Linked DNA regions of Mus musculus: all the other regions are linked to region 2. The links are chromatin contacts, called in public Micro-C maps. All regions are on one chromosome and are shown on one strand. The core of a region is the stretch at or near the end of the contact, and the rest is flanking DNA. Distances in the headings are between cores, read along the strand shown. Region 1 has its middle 9.8 kb from the start of Gm47708. Region 2 holds the start of Ube2n (ubiquitin-conjugating enzyme E2N). Region 3 has its middle 49 kb from the start of Gm47708.

Region 1 (3,998 bases), core at 881-3,380, 210 kb before region 2:
GAATCAGAGGCAAAAAAGGTCTGGGTTGTGTCCCCAGAGAGACCACAGTTGGCTGCGTGAGAGTCCCAGAACAGGAAATGCAACAGCAGCCAGCACGCTGGCCCCAGAGTTCACTGAGCTCCAGGCTTACTTTCGCTGGGCAGCCTGGGCAAGTCAGACTCTTGGGGTTTCCATCTGTAAAGCAGATGCGGCAGTAAGATAGGAGTGGAAGCCGGGGCCACAGCTTCCACGCCGAGACCTCTGTAATAACGCAACCCAGATGTGTGTTGTGATAGTCTAGGCACTGTTTGGGCTTGTTTGACCTTCTCCAGACCATTTTAAGTGGATGCAACTGTCATTGTCATTATACTCCTGGGGACAGTGCTCAGGTAGGTACCTTGTCCTGGATTCCCAGAAAGGCAAGTCAAAGCCTGGCTCAAACCACTTGACCCTGCCATTCAAAATTCTGTGACCTGGGGAAAACTTCTCATTCATCTGGGTCAGTGTTCTGCTTGTTTATTTTGAAATCATTCTTCACTCTGTCCTGTCATCTCTGCAGACTACAATCCCCTGGCTCCTTGCCATTGTGTGTGTGGTGAGTTCATGTCTCAATGGGAGACAGTAGGTAATCTTGGTGGCTTCAAAGAGGGAAATGTTAGGGTGTTTCAGTAACTCTGGAGGGGCCTTGTGTCCTATAGGCTCCAGTCTCTGTTGTTAGCCTCCGTGTCTCAACTCATATAGCATCAACATCTCTGTCTCTCCAAACCGGTAATGGCTTCCACTGCCGCCCATCCCTGGGCTGATTTGTATTTATTTACTCTTTGCTTGTTCTGCCCCTTACACTGGTGTAATTGGACCCTGATTATTAGCTTTCCTTTGGTGGGGCTGGAGGGATCACTCCATCTGTAGAGACCTTGCCCTGCAAGGATGACGGTCTGAAGGATCTGAATTCAGTCCACAGAACCCATATTTTTAAAAAGCCAGGTACTAGGGCTGGAGAGATGGCTCAGCAATTAAGAGCACATACCACTCACAGAGATTCAGAGTTCAGTTCTCAGCACCTACATTGGATGGCTTTCATCTGCCTGTTACTTTGGCTTCAGGGGATCTGACAACCTCTTCTGACCTCCATGGGCACCTACAATCATATGTGCATGAGCACATAATACATCACACACACACACACACATACACACACACACACACATTCTCTCAACTACTAGTAGTGGCATCAATTTTCCTGATGGATCTATGACTCTGTGCTGTGTCTGCTAATAAAATAAAAGGCATTAGGCATACATCAGAAGCTTGCTGCAAAACTAAGCAAGCTAATATAGCTTCAAATGCTTGGAACAGAACCATGTACACAATAAATGCAAATGTCTAAGGACTCACAGCCAAGGCATCAGATTAGAGTCCTTCTCAGGCCCTCGGGATGGAGATCCCTCAAGCCTGATGGATAACTCAGGAAAATTAGGTAAAGAGAAGACAGAAGGAAAAGGTGCTGTCACTCAGGAGACAAAGGCGGGGCATTGGATTCAGTGCTGGAGACAGGGCAGAAGGCAGCCTTCAAAATGATGCTCTGTCTATGATTGAGCCATCGCTCATTGCCAGTTACAGAAGATCAGCTGCAAGTGTGGGATCTGGCTAGACAGCCTGCGTTCAAACTCCAGCTCAAGAACTATCCATCCCAGGACAGGTGCTGATCCATTGTATGTCTCTAGTGTCTAAGACAGGGACCATAGCTGGGATTTCTGTGTTAGACTCTGGAAAGGGTTACAGGAAGCAAAGGCGCTGGGTGTTTGGAGCTGAGCCCGGAAGATCTGGGTTCAAGGTTGCCAGTTTTATCTTAGAGACATCAGCAACAAATAGGCAGCTGAGCCCACAGAAATGGGCGTGTCCGGCCCCAGACCATGTGAGTAAGGCGAGACCACACTGAGGTAAGTGTGACACAACCTGAGGTAAACATCCATGTAAGTGCAGGGTTAAGTCGAAAGGTCAAGGAAACAGCCATGAGGGAGAAAGTGAGAGGCAGGAAGGCAGGCTGCAGGGGCCACGGTCCAGCTCTGAGAGAAAACAATGGCCGTAGTGAGAACAGCAGGGCTCTCTGTCCAATCACGGTCCCCAGTCAGGGGTCCTGTGACATGACAGCAAAAATCCTGCCTCAGCCAATGAGGTGAAAAAGCAAATGGCGACCTGGCCACACCTTTGTCTGGCCTCCCGAGGTGATCACAAAAGCATTTGGCACCCCGTCCCAGTGACTGCTATGGACACAACTCAACCCTTCTAGCCATGCCTTTGAACCCCTGCTGGTCTTCTGCATGTGACAATCTACAAGGTAAATATTTCTACTGGATCCAAATAGCTGGTTAAGATTAACATCTGTCCTAAATGTCAAGTCCCGTTGTGTACATCCCTGATCCCTCTTGTTTCCTGTGTCCACAAACCCTACCTAGCATTGGTAACTTCTGCTTGTTTATTTTGATAAGGGATCTGCATCTAGAAAGTTACCCCACATTGCTCTAGTAGAACCCCAAAGCCTGGCCCCAGGCCTCCAAACAAGGATTCAGTACTATGATACTGTATGGTGGTATTATTTAGGAGTGTCTACCCCACTGAGTTCCTAAATAAAAGACACAAAACCTTTATATCTAGAATAAGCCTTAAAGCACTAGAGCTGGGCAGATGGCCACCCTCTGCTAGTTTGTCTGCTTCTCTAGTAACCCTAAGACTTCAGTTGCCATGTTCTGCCTTGTAGCCTTCCATAAGCCTGAAGCAGGCTAAACCAGACCTTGACCTTGCTGCCACTAAAGAGATTATCTAGGGTGGAGCCTTCCTCCCTAGATCACTCTATTGTTCTGCCACTGCAGCTGCTGCTTCAAGATACCCGCAGAGAAGCCGCTGAGCTATTCCAGAGACTACGCCCTATTCTGAACATCATCACCTGCAGCTGGTTCCAGGCTCCAAGGATGAATTGGCGGAATGGACTTTTCTCCCCTTTTCTTTATAAGGCGTGTTCCCCGACATTAAAGTTGAACCTTGAGAAGACTAGCATGTCTTGGTTCCATTGTTTCTCAACCCACCTAGGCTCCCTCTTTTCTTCCAGATTCCAAGATGCCTTCCAGGCTCGAACCTGGACATGTGAGCCGCTGGCCAGCCCCCAACACTGCCTGGGCCACACCTACTCCATCAGGCTGACCTTCGTGCCCACAATCCACCTGCCCCACAGAATCTTCTTCCTTCCCCTCTCCTCTTCTAGTCTCTCACTCAGACCCCAAGCCCCAGAACCCAAGCCCTGCCTACCTCTTTCTGCCCAGCTACAGGCTGTAGGCATTTTTATTGACCCATCAGGGATAGCTTGGGAGACAAGGTTACATAGCATCATGTACAGGAGGATTTCCTTGTCCCTAAGGCTGTGTGTGTGTGGTAGGGGGACCAGATCTTGGAGGCCAGTATGTATCATTACAATACATAGCAACAGACCAAACCTGGACAGTACTGTGGGGGAGGGGGAGTCTGCAGAGGACAAGGAGAGGATAGTTCAATCCCTAGGCAGGAAAGGGAAGCTGCTTTGTCACCTGTCTGGCCCGAGGCAGTAGGAGCTCTTATCTTTACAATCATCCATCAAAGTCTAGACTGACTCCACATCTGTGAGAAACAGTAAGGATAAACAGAGAGTGCTGCTTTCTTCAATCTACCACACCAAGCTGGGTTTCTTTGTTTGTTTTTGTTTTTATTTTCTTTTAGCTTTTGTTTTTATTGAGAGAAAGCCTCACATAGCCCGGGATGGCCTCAAACTCTCTACATAGCTAAGGATAGCATAGAACTGTTCTTCCCATCTCTAGGTGCTGGGTTTACAGCCATGGGACCACCATCCCTTGCTTGTCTGGTGGTAGGATTTAAACCATGGCCTAGTACAAAACTAGGCCCAAACTCTATTGATTGAGCTCCCTCCCTAGCCCCAAGCTATCTAACATTCTATTTCTTTCATAGTCTCCCCACCCCCTCACATTACTGAT
Region 2 (3,975 bases), core at 727-3,226:
TATATATTACAGCATGGGTTTGCCACTATCTTGTTTTAAATAAGCAAAAGGAAATGTATACTTAAGCATTGGGTGCCAAATGAATTGAAGAGCACTTGAATTTTCTGCTGTAAAGCATTTCTGTAAGCTTATAACAAATATATTCCACAGAGTTTATTTTCTCAGTCAAGGCCTTCATATTACTGCAGAGTATCAATATCAACTGTTCAGTTTACTGGGCATTTTACAGAACTGTATTCATTATCAATCTCTGCTATGTCTAGTCAATAACCAAAGTAACAAATAAAAACTTGATGGCCTGTGAAGCGAAGCAGCCATTTATCAAACGGAATCTTGGTTTACATGATCACTAGTGGCTATGTGCATATATCAGAACTAAACTATATTCGGGATCTTCCAATGCCCAAAAACCTACTTGGAAATGTTCTAAGATTCATAACACAGCAATAAACATTTGTTTTAAGATTCCAGTGCTCGCTGGGCAGTGGTGGCACACGCATGCTTTTAGTCCAAGCACTTGGGAGGCAGAGGCAGGCAGATTTCTGAGTTCCAGGACAGCCAGGGCTACACAGAGAAAAACCAATAAATAAGTAAATAAATAAATAAATAAAACAAATTTAAAAAGGAGATTCCAGTGCTCGTGGAAAATGTATTCTTCCTTTGTAAGAGTTTTTATCCTATGAAAGGGCTTGTTTTTCTAATTCAAGCACCTTTCTGTCAATGACACCCCAGCCTCACAGACATTTGTGACTGCCTGAAGAACTACAGTGTCTCACACCCTTCAAAGAGGCCCTCCACTTACTTTGTACAAATCTCCCCTAAAACTTTGGAAGAGTGGAACAATGCTATAAATATATGTTCAGTGGATTACAGCAAGCAAAGTGAAGCTTCAATTTGAGCACTTAGCTGGCAAACTGGGCAGTGCAAGATTTTTTTAACCAATTTCCTACATTAAAAAAAAAAACAGATGCCAAAAAATGTTAAAAATTTAGTTTTCTTGGGTTATAACACTATGAAGACTTAATGGTGTTATGTAAAGATTTTAGGAAATCAAGATACGAGGTTTATACCCCCGTGGTTCCTTATGTATTTATCAAAATTCAGTATCCCTAAAGAGCCCCAGGGCCGCTCAAATAAGGCGCACAAAAGCTGAGAGGCAAACTGTTTCACAGATCATCCCCATAACCGAGGCCCTTGAGGCCCTTGCCTCGGAGAAGAGAACAGTCTCCAAAGAGTTAGCCAGCCGAAGTACAATCACAGCGCTACCCAGCAGAAACACCGGGAAGCGAACGCGGAAGCCAGGGCAACCGGGCGGCCAGCCCCGGACGTCGCTAGGAGGTGCGGGGCAGCCAGGACCAACCTGTGCTGTCGCCGGCAGAACCCCGTGGCCCTCCCGGAGCGGCCTCTCCCGGCCCGCGGCCCCGCCCGGCTCTCGGGGTCGGTCCATTCATTCCGCACCCGGGACTGCCGCAGCCCCGAGCCCCTGCGGAGGAAGAGAAGGGAGCTCCGGGGCAGAGCGGCCGGCCACGGGCCACCACCCGCGCCCAGAGTCCAGGCCACGCCGCGATTCCCGCCCCGCGGAGGAACAGAAGCCGCCGAGGCCCGCACCGGTCCCGCGCCAGAGCCCGAAGCCCGCAGCCCCGCCCTCTCCCGGGCAGCCGCCAGGGCCTCCCCGGCCGCGGCCGCACCGCCCGGGCGTCCCGCTTGTCCGGCGTTCAGAGGCGGCCGGAAGTCTCCCCGGCGCCCCCTCCTCAGCGCCCGACTTCCTCGCCGCCGAGGCCGGACCCTTCTCCGCGATGCCTTAGAGAGGCCTCTCGGAGGCTGCGGAGGGAAGCGGACGGCCGCGCGGCCCGGCGCGCCGGAGCAGAGCCAGTGGCCCGAAGCCCGCCTGGGCGGTTACCTTGATGATCCTGCGGGGCAGCCCGGCCATCTTGTCAGATCCCGAGTTCGGCCTCTGCTCTTGTCTCCGGCTCCGCTCTCCTCACGCTCGAGTGGAAGTCCCGGGCTCCACTTCCGGGGAACGTCGCCGCGCCCGCCTGTCGCTACCTCCGCCGAGGCCCCTCGGGAAATGTAGTCCCTGCTAGGACGCGGGCTTCCGACAGCCTTCCCTCCGACCTGGTGGCCCCCTCCCCCGCGCTCCCCGCCCCAACCCCAGCCGGGGGTGGCGGAAGTGACGCTCCGCGGCGGGGCAGGGACTTGGGGGGAGGCGGCGCGAGGCGGCGCCGAGCTTCTTGGCCCGTGGCAGAATCGGCAACACTGGGCGGCCGGCGTCCACGAGCGAGCGCTGTACGTGCGACCACGCCTGCGTCGGGGGGCGACGTAACAAAGGCCCGGCCCCCGACGCAGCCCATTCATTCATTCGTTCCGTTTGTTCATTCAGCGTGTCCGCAGTGCGCGTGGCGGGCTGGCGCTGCAGCGGTTCCCTGCGGACAGGGCAGGCGGGTCGCGCGCTCCTCCTCGGTGGCGAACAGGCCGGAAGTCAATACCAAAGCTTCTAACTGGGAATAACGCTGCTTGCCAAGGACCACACACACACCCGCGACAAAAAAAATTTTTTCTAAACGTTTAAATTTCACATAAAAAAGGGGGCCTCTCTGGCGCTCCCCAAAAGAGAGTTCGGAACAAGGGAGGAGGCAAAAGGCACGGCCTCTAAACGCCTGGATCCTGCAGGATATTTAATCTTTGTGGTTGTTGGTTTTCCTGAGAAAGGGCTCCCTATGTAACCAAGTCTGGCCTGGTGCTCTCTATTCTGTACGCACCGAGCTGACTTGGAACTCGTGATTCTCCTGCCTCTGCCCCCTGAGTAGAGCTAGGCTTGTGCCACCACTTAAGGTTGAGCCTAGCAATCGAGATTTACGTGCTAACTAGAAGAAGGATCTGATTAGAGTGTAAGGGTCCATGCATGATTCGCTGAAGAATGATACCCCAGACCCAAACGGTATGTAAACGCAGAGAGGGCTTTATTCTGCAGAAGTCCAGCTTGCTAGGGTCTCTCATTCCAAGATGGAGACCTGGAAGTGAGCTCACAGTTCAGATTTAAAGCACATTAGGGGTGTGGTGGGGACATGAGTGGCTGAAAACTGTTGCTGAGGAAGTCTGGAAACTACTGCTGACCCACTGTCCTTGCTTCAGGCCAGGTGGTGGGGCAGCTTCTGAGGCCTGGACTTGCCTAGTTCTTAGAAACAGGGATTTAGGCCTCGTCTTCTGAATTGCCAATTTGAAGTCAGCCTAGCCTTCTCAAGGGGATAGAAAAGCCTGTAATCCCCAAAGGCGTTGGATTACTCATAGAATGAGGGCCCTAAAAGTGGAGGTGTCTCACAAGGATCGCTGGGTGTTTCCATTTCTTTTCATGTTGCTGTGGTAAAACACCCTCCAAAAGCAACTTAAAGGAAAAGGGTTAATTTTAGCCCCAAGTTGCATCACAGGGAGACAATCCCAGCTGGTCACATCAAATTCATAATCAGAAATAGAGTTGGGAGGCAGAGGCAGGCAGATTTCTGAGTTTGAAGCCCGCCTAGTCTACAGAGTGAGTTCCAGGACAACCAGGGCTACACAGAGAAACCCTGTCTCAGAAAAAAAAAAAAAAAAGAAACAGAGAGCAATGAATCTTACATGTTAGTGTTCAGCTTTCTTCATTTTTCCTGTTTAGAATTAAGATGGGTATCCATCAATTAAATCAAGACAGTCCCCACAGGCAGGCCCAGAGGTGTTTCTAGATCTTATCAAGTTGATAACACTAACTTATGGCCGGTGCTTTCAGGAGTCAGATCCACTGGACTTGGAGCTAAGGAAGGTTGTGAGCCACCTTGTGAGTCCTCTGCCAGAGCAACAAGTACCCATTACTGCAAAGCCATATCTCCATAGCTCTGTTCACGAGACTGCTGTTTAGATAGACTTAACATTGTCCAAGGTTATAACAAAATAGTTCAGCTCCTTTCCCAGGCATGTCTGTCAAACCACAAGCCCCACCTGAAT
Region 3 (4,038 bases), core at 892-3,391, 170 kb before region 2:
GCTCAAAACGACGAAAGCAACTTGGCTCCCAGGAGACCTAGAGAAGGACATAGCTTATGTGTTTGGCTGACTGACTAAGGGCAGTCAGTATCCCTGTTAACCCTTGACCCCCTCACTCTGCCAACAGGGCTACAGCAGCAGTTCCAAGCATCGGCTCCTCCAACCACATTCTGAATCAGCTGGCTGTGGAGGTGGGGGGAGGGGAGCGCAGGAAATCATTAAACAGACATTCCACTTTTCATTGACTGGAAACGAGTCACACAGCGACCACAGATGCAGACCGAATAACGAGGCCTTGCTTTTAACTGAAAGGAAGAGAAGCTGCTGACTAATGGCTTTGGGTGTCCAGCCGACCTGTCGACCACTTCACCGTTTAACAGTTACGCATGTTCACTACTATGCTTATCCATTGATTTGTTCACTCTTCCTTTTAACATCCATCCATTTTTAGTTTAATTGGCTTATATCTAAAATATAACCATTAGTAATTCATATATATGCATGGACATATATATGATTTAGTGTGTATTTATAGGTGTGTTCACATGTGCTTGCATGCACACACACATACAAATACCAGGAAACAATTTTCTGGGGTCTGTTCTGTCTTTCTACCATGTGAGTCCCAGGGACTGAACTCAGGGCATCAGGCTTAGCAGCAAGCCCCTTTACCCACTGAGCCCTCTCACCTGCCCTCGTCCATCTTCACATCGACACTGACCCCTCATTCCTGAGAGGAAAACTGACAAAATAACTGCTTATTACAACTTCCCTTTGTGTTCCCCGTGTCCCACGTCTTCACCCTATGTCATCTGTTCCTCTTTCTCCCGGCCTGATCTCACCCAGGCAAAAGGAAAATGTGTCCTTTGAAGATTTCCAATCATCAAACACTGTGTGACTTTGTCCATGAGACACCTGGAAACACTACACTGCCTTGGGCATGTAAGTTAAACACTGAGCTGTGCCGTGCTTCTCCAGCTGAAAAGTTAAAGCCACTTGGGACACAAGGCCAAGCACCTTTGCACCTGAGTCTTTGAGGGGACGCTGCCTGGGCTCATGGTGTTCTTTCCGTAACAACTTTAGTAAGTGTAGCTTCCTGTGGACATGGGTACTGCAGCTGGCAAGCCCCTGCTCTGGTCTTCAGCAGGCTTCTCTAAAGACACGAGGTCTCAGGGGAAGATATATATATACATATATGTATGTATGTATATATGTATGTGTATATGTGTATATGTATATATGTATATATACACATGTGTGTATGTGTATATAAAATAACAATTTATATATAAATACTATACATTATTTATAAATTATGTATAGTATTTATATATAAATAATTTATTTTATATGTAAAATATGTTGTCTATTATTTTAATATATAATATACATTTTATATATAAAAATTATACACACACACACACATATATGCTTACCCTTGTCTCTCCCTGATCCCAGACCTACCCCAGCCATTAGCCACAATACCTCAAGATCTGTGCTTCCATCCAGGAAGCATGGGAAGCAATGGGGTCAGGGACAGCATTTATAGGGAGTCTGTGTGATCACTTCAGTTATCAGAAGGAAGTGGTTTGCGTCAACATGTCTTAGTAGCTAGTGTTGGTTTAGACTTTGGAAATCTAACCCCAAGTGGTTTATTTTAGGCATATTTCAGTGTAGCACAGTTTGGTGAGATCTTCCTGGTGATAATTAATTCAATCCCACAAGCTCAGTAAAGCTTAAGATGTGAATGCATCAAGATTCGTTGTAAAGTACATATAACGCCTGTTAAAGCGTGGGCTTTTCTATGCCTGACCTTGCTCTGAATAAATGACACAGAGACCTTTATATTATTTAACAAGCTTCAGGTACTATAGTTGGGCAGAGTTTAAGCTATTCTACCCTGATAATGCTGGTCTTGCCTACTTTCCAGCCATATGGCGCCTTACCTGCCAGTTTTTGGTCTCTCCCTGGCCTTCATTTGTGTCCCAATAGCGACTCACCAGGTCCCACCTGAGATCTTCTCCCCTCCCCACCCCCTCACGGAAGTCCCGCCTCTCCTGCCCAGTTATAAGCTGTTACGCTCTATATTAACCAATCAGAAGGTGATGGAAAGCAATATCTTACAAAATAGCGAATCAGGAAATGCTCCATAATAATGACAGTTCCAAAGTCCAGACAGCCACCAGGTCTCTAGATACTGACATCAGCATTTAATACACCGTGCACAAAAACATCCCACAGACAACTTTCCACAAAGTTCCGCAGAGTGACAACCTCACAGTAAGGGCCGGATCCAGTGTGGTCGCAGCCACACAGACAGCACACAGGTCACCAAGCTCTTAGCCATTTCCAGTCCCAGCCTTCTGGGCAGATTGCAGGCTATCCACTTTTCCCTTTGAAGGGTCAACTCGTATGATGAACATCCAGGTCCCCTAACGCTTGTCGGTGAGCGCAAAGACCTCCGTGCCTCCGACAGGCACCCACCCCGGGAGAGACGGAGGCTGCTCTAACGTGTAACTCTTCACCTTGGCAAAGTCGAGCCTTGCCATTCTCCCAGAATCTAAATATAGGCAGATTGTTAAATGAACCCGAAGCTCTCCACAGCTTCCTTTTGGGTTTTAATTCAGCCATTGGCCAACAACGATCACCTCAAAGGCTAGCCCGCCCCTCTCCCTCTCCAGAGGTCAGAGGAGAGGGTAAGGCTGAAAGTCCAAGTTGTTGCTTCACTTGGCTGTTTCCCTTGGCAACCAGCCTCTGTCTGAAGACTACCCAAGAGGCCCTAAACATCAGAAATCCCGTTAGCATCCAAAAGTCACATCATTTCTGAGAACTGACACGCGGTTTGGTGTAGCTGTATGCCAGGAAGTGGGATACAGACCAAAATATCCATATTTTTTTTTCTACTATGTCAAATCTGCTCACATTCTAAAAAGCCGTAACGATGTCATTTCCAAAGGAGGGGCCGTCCTTCTACACACAACTCCCCTCACGGCGATTGCAAGTTCTTACTATCTATTTTTAAATATCTGTGCACAGAAAAGGAAACAAAATACGAGAAGCACTTCACAGATCCAGACGCGCTTGTCTGGGTTTGGGTCGCTTAGCTGTTTTGGAAAGCTGTTCCCACAGCCCTGAGCAGTAACAGCCAATTGTATAGTTGCCCACAGCAACCCCAAAAGGTTAGGACCATAGCCTCGCTGAGAAGGAGCCGGGACTTATGCCCAAAGTAGAAACATTAAATAGGAGGAGGGTCCTGAAGGAATATTTTGGTCATTGCCAAAGAAATAAAAAGGATGACCTCTCCCCACATACACACTGAAAATTAGATTAAACCAGATGAGAACAGTAGATGTGTTCCCCAGGGCCAAGAAGAGAGAATGTCCTTGGTGGTTAGGGCATGAAGGCTAAGGAATCTGCAAGGGAGATGGGTTGTCTATTGGCCTTCCTTTGGGGTGTGTGGGACAATTTTAGAGTATTGAAAGCTACTTCGTGTATCTGGCCTCCTTTAGCGAGCAATCAAATGTCACCAATCCTTGCTACAATCTTTCTTCCTGTGGTTTCCACTCACCCTGGCCCCAAAATTGTACATAAAAAAAGAAAAAAAAAACCTGCTGAAATAAATGATTCGTACGTTTTCAATAATTTCTATATAGCACGTTGGCATGTGTTCTATTTTACAATGAAATGGTTTAAATAGTAATAATTCGCCAGAGCATATTCCCCAGGGTGAGTTGCACAGTCTGTCAGGGCAGGGGAGGCTAGAGGAGTTGGTCGCAGTATGAGCAGTGTGACTTCTCACATCACGGGGGACCTGAAAGTGGGGTACTAGACCAGAGGCAGGGGTGGATTTAACCCTCAAAGGCCTTCCCTACTTCAGCCAGCCAGGCCATCCACTGAAGACTCGTGGCCTCCAGAATGCTGTCAGCAATCTCATTCCATAGCCATCTGCTCCCCCTTCCTGAGAGGACTGCTACACTCAGGTCAAGAAGGCCTCTGCGGGCAGGCAGACCTGCTGGGCTCTCTCTTCCCAGGACATCA

The links. Hi-C and Micro-C count contacts between places; a contact is called where the count stands out from the background.
Region 1: a contact with region 2 is called in a Micro-C map of embryonic stem cells, with 5 times the contacts expected there. The contact joins the enhancer-like site here to the promoter of Ube2n in region 2. A contact is called at or near these places in 1 of 15 datasets of contacts at CTCF or cohesin (the NIH/3T3 cell line), 2 of 484 Hi-C or Micro-C datasets (both in embryonic stem cells) and 5 of 115 datasets of contacts at active chromatin or transcription factors (embryonic stem cells, fetal liver and stem cell-derived neural progenitor cells).
Region 3: a Micro-C map of embryonic stem cells shows a contact between it and region 2, with 2.0 times the contacts expected there. The contact joins the enhancer-like site here to the promoter of Ube2n in region 2. A contact is called at or near these places in 3 of 484 Hi-C or Micro-C datasets (all in embryonic stem cells), 3 of 115 datasets of contacts at active chromatin or transcription factors (embryonic stem cells and memory CD8 T cells) and 2 of 9 other capture datasets (adipose tissue and pancreatic islet).

What each region holds. Positions count from the first base shown.
Region 1 is chr10:95,718,508-95,722,505 of GRCm38.p6, reverse strand. No RefSeq gene overlaps it. Among named protein-coding and RNA genes, the nearest start is that of Gm47708, 9.8 kb to the left of the region's middle. Within about 2 kb of position 2,130, at least 20 of the 459 cell types and tissues checked have an H3K27ac peak or open chromatin away from gene starts, as enhancers often do. A contact at or near this core is called in embryonic stem cells, where this site is marked.
Region 2 is chr10:95,513,163-95,517,137 of GRCm38.p6, reverse strand. Ube2n (ubiquitin-conjugating enzyme E2N) reads right to left here and starts at 1,976. Exons shown (of 4, transcript NM_080560.3): 1 at 1,901-1,976. The coding sequence starts at 1,930. It overlaps Gm46239 (a long non-coding RNA gene), which reads left to right and starts at 2,882. Exons shown (of 2, transcript XR_001779843.2): 1 at 2,882-2,938.
Region 3 is chr10:95,679,279-95,683,316 of GRCm38.p6, reverse strand. No RefSeq gene overlaps it. Among named protein-coding and RNA genes, the nearest start is that of Gm47708, 49 kb to the left of the region's middle. Within about 2 kb of position 2,141, at least 89 of the 459 cell types and tissues checked have an H3K27ac peak or open chromatin away from gene starts, as enhancers often do. A contact at or near this core is called in adipose tissue, embryonic stem cells, memory CD8 T cells and 1 more, where this site is marked.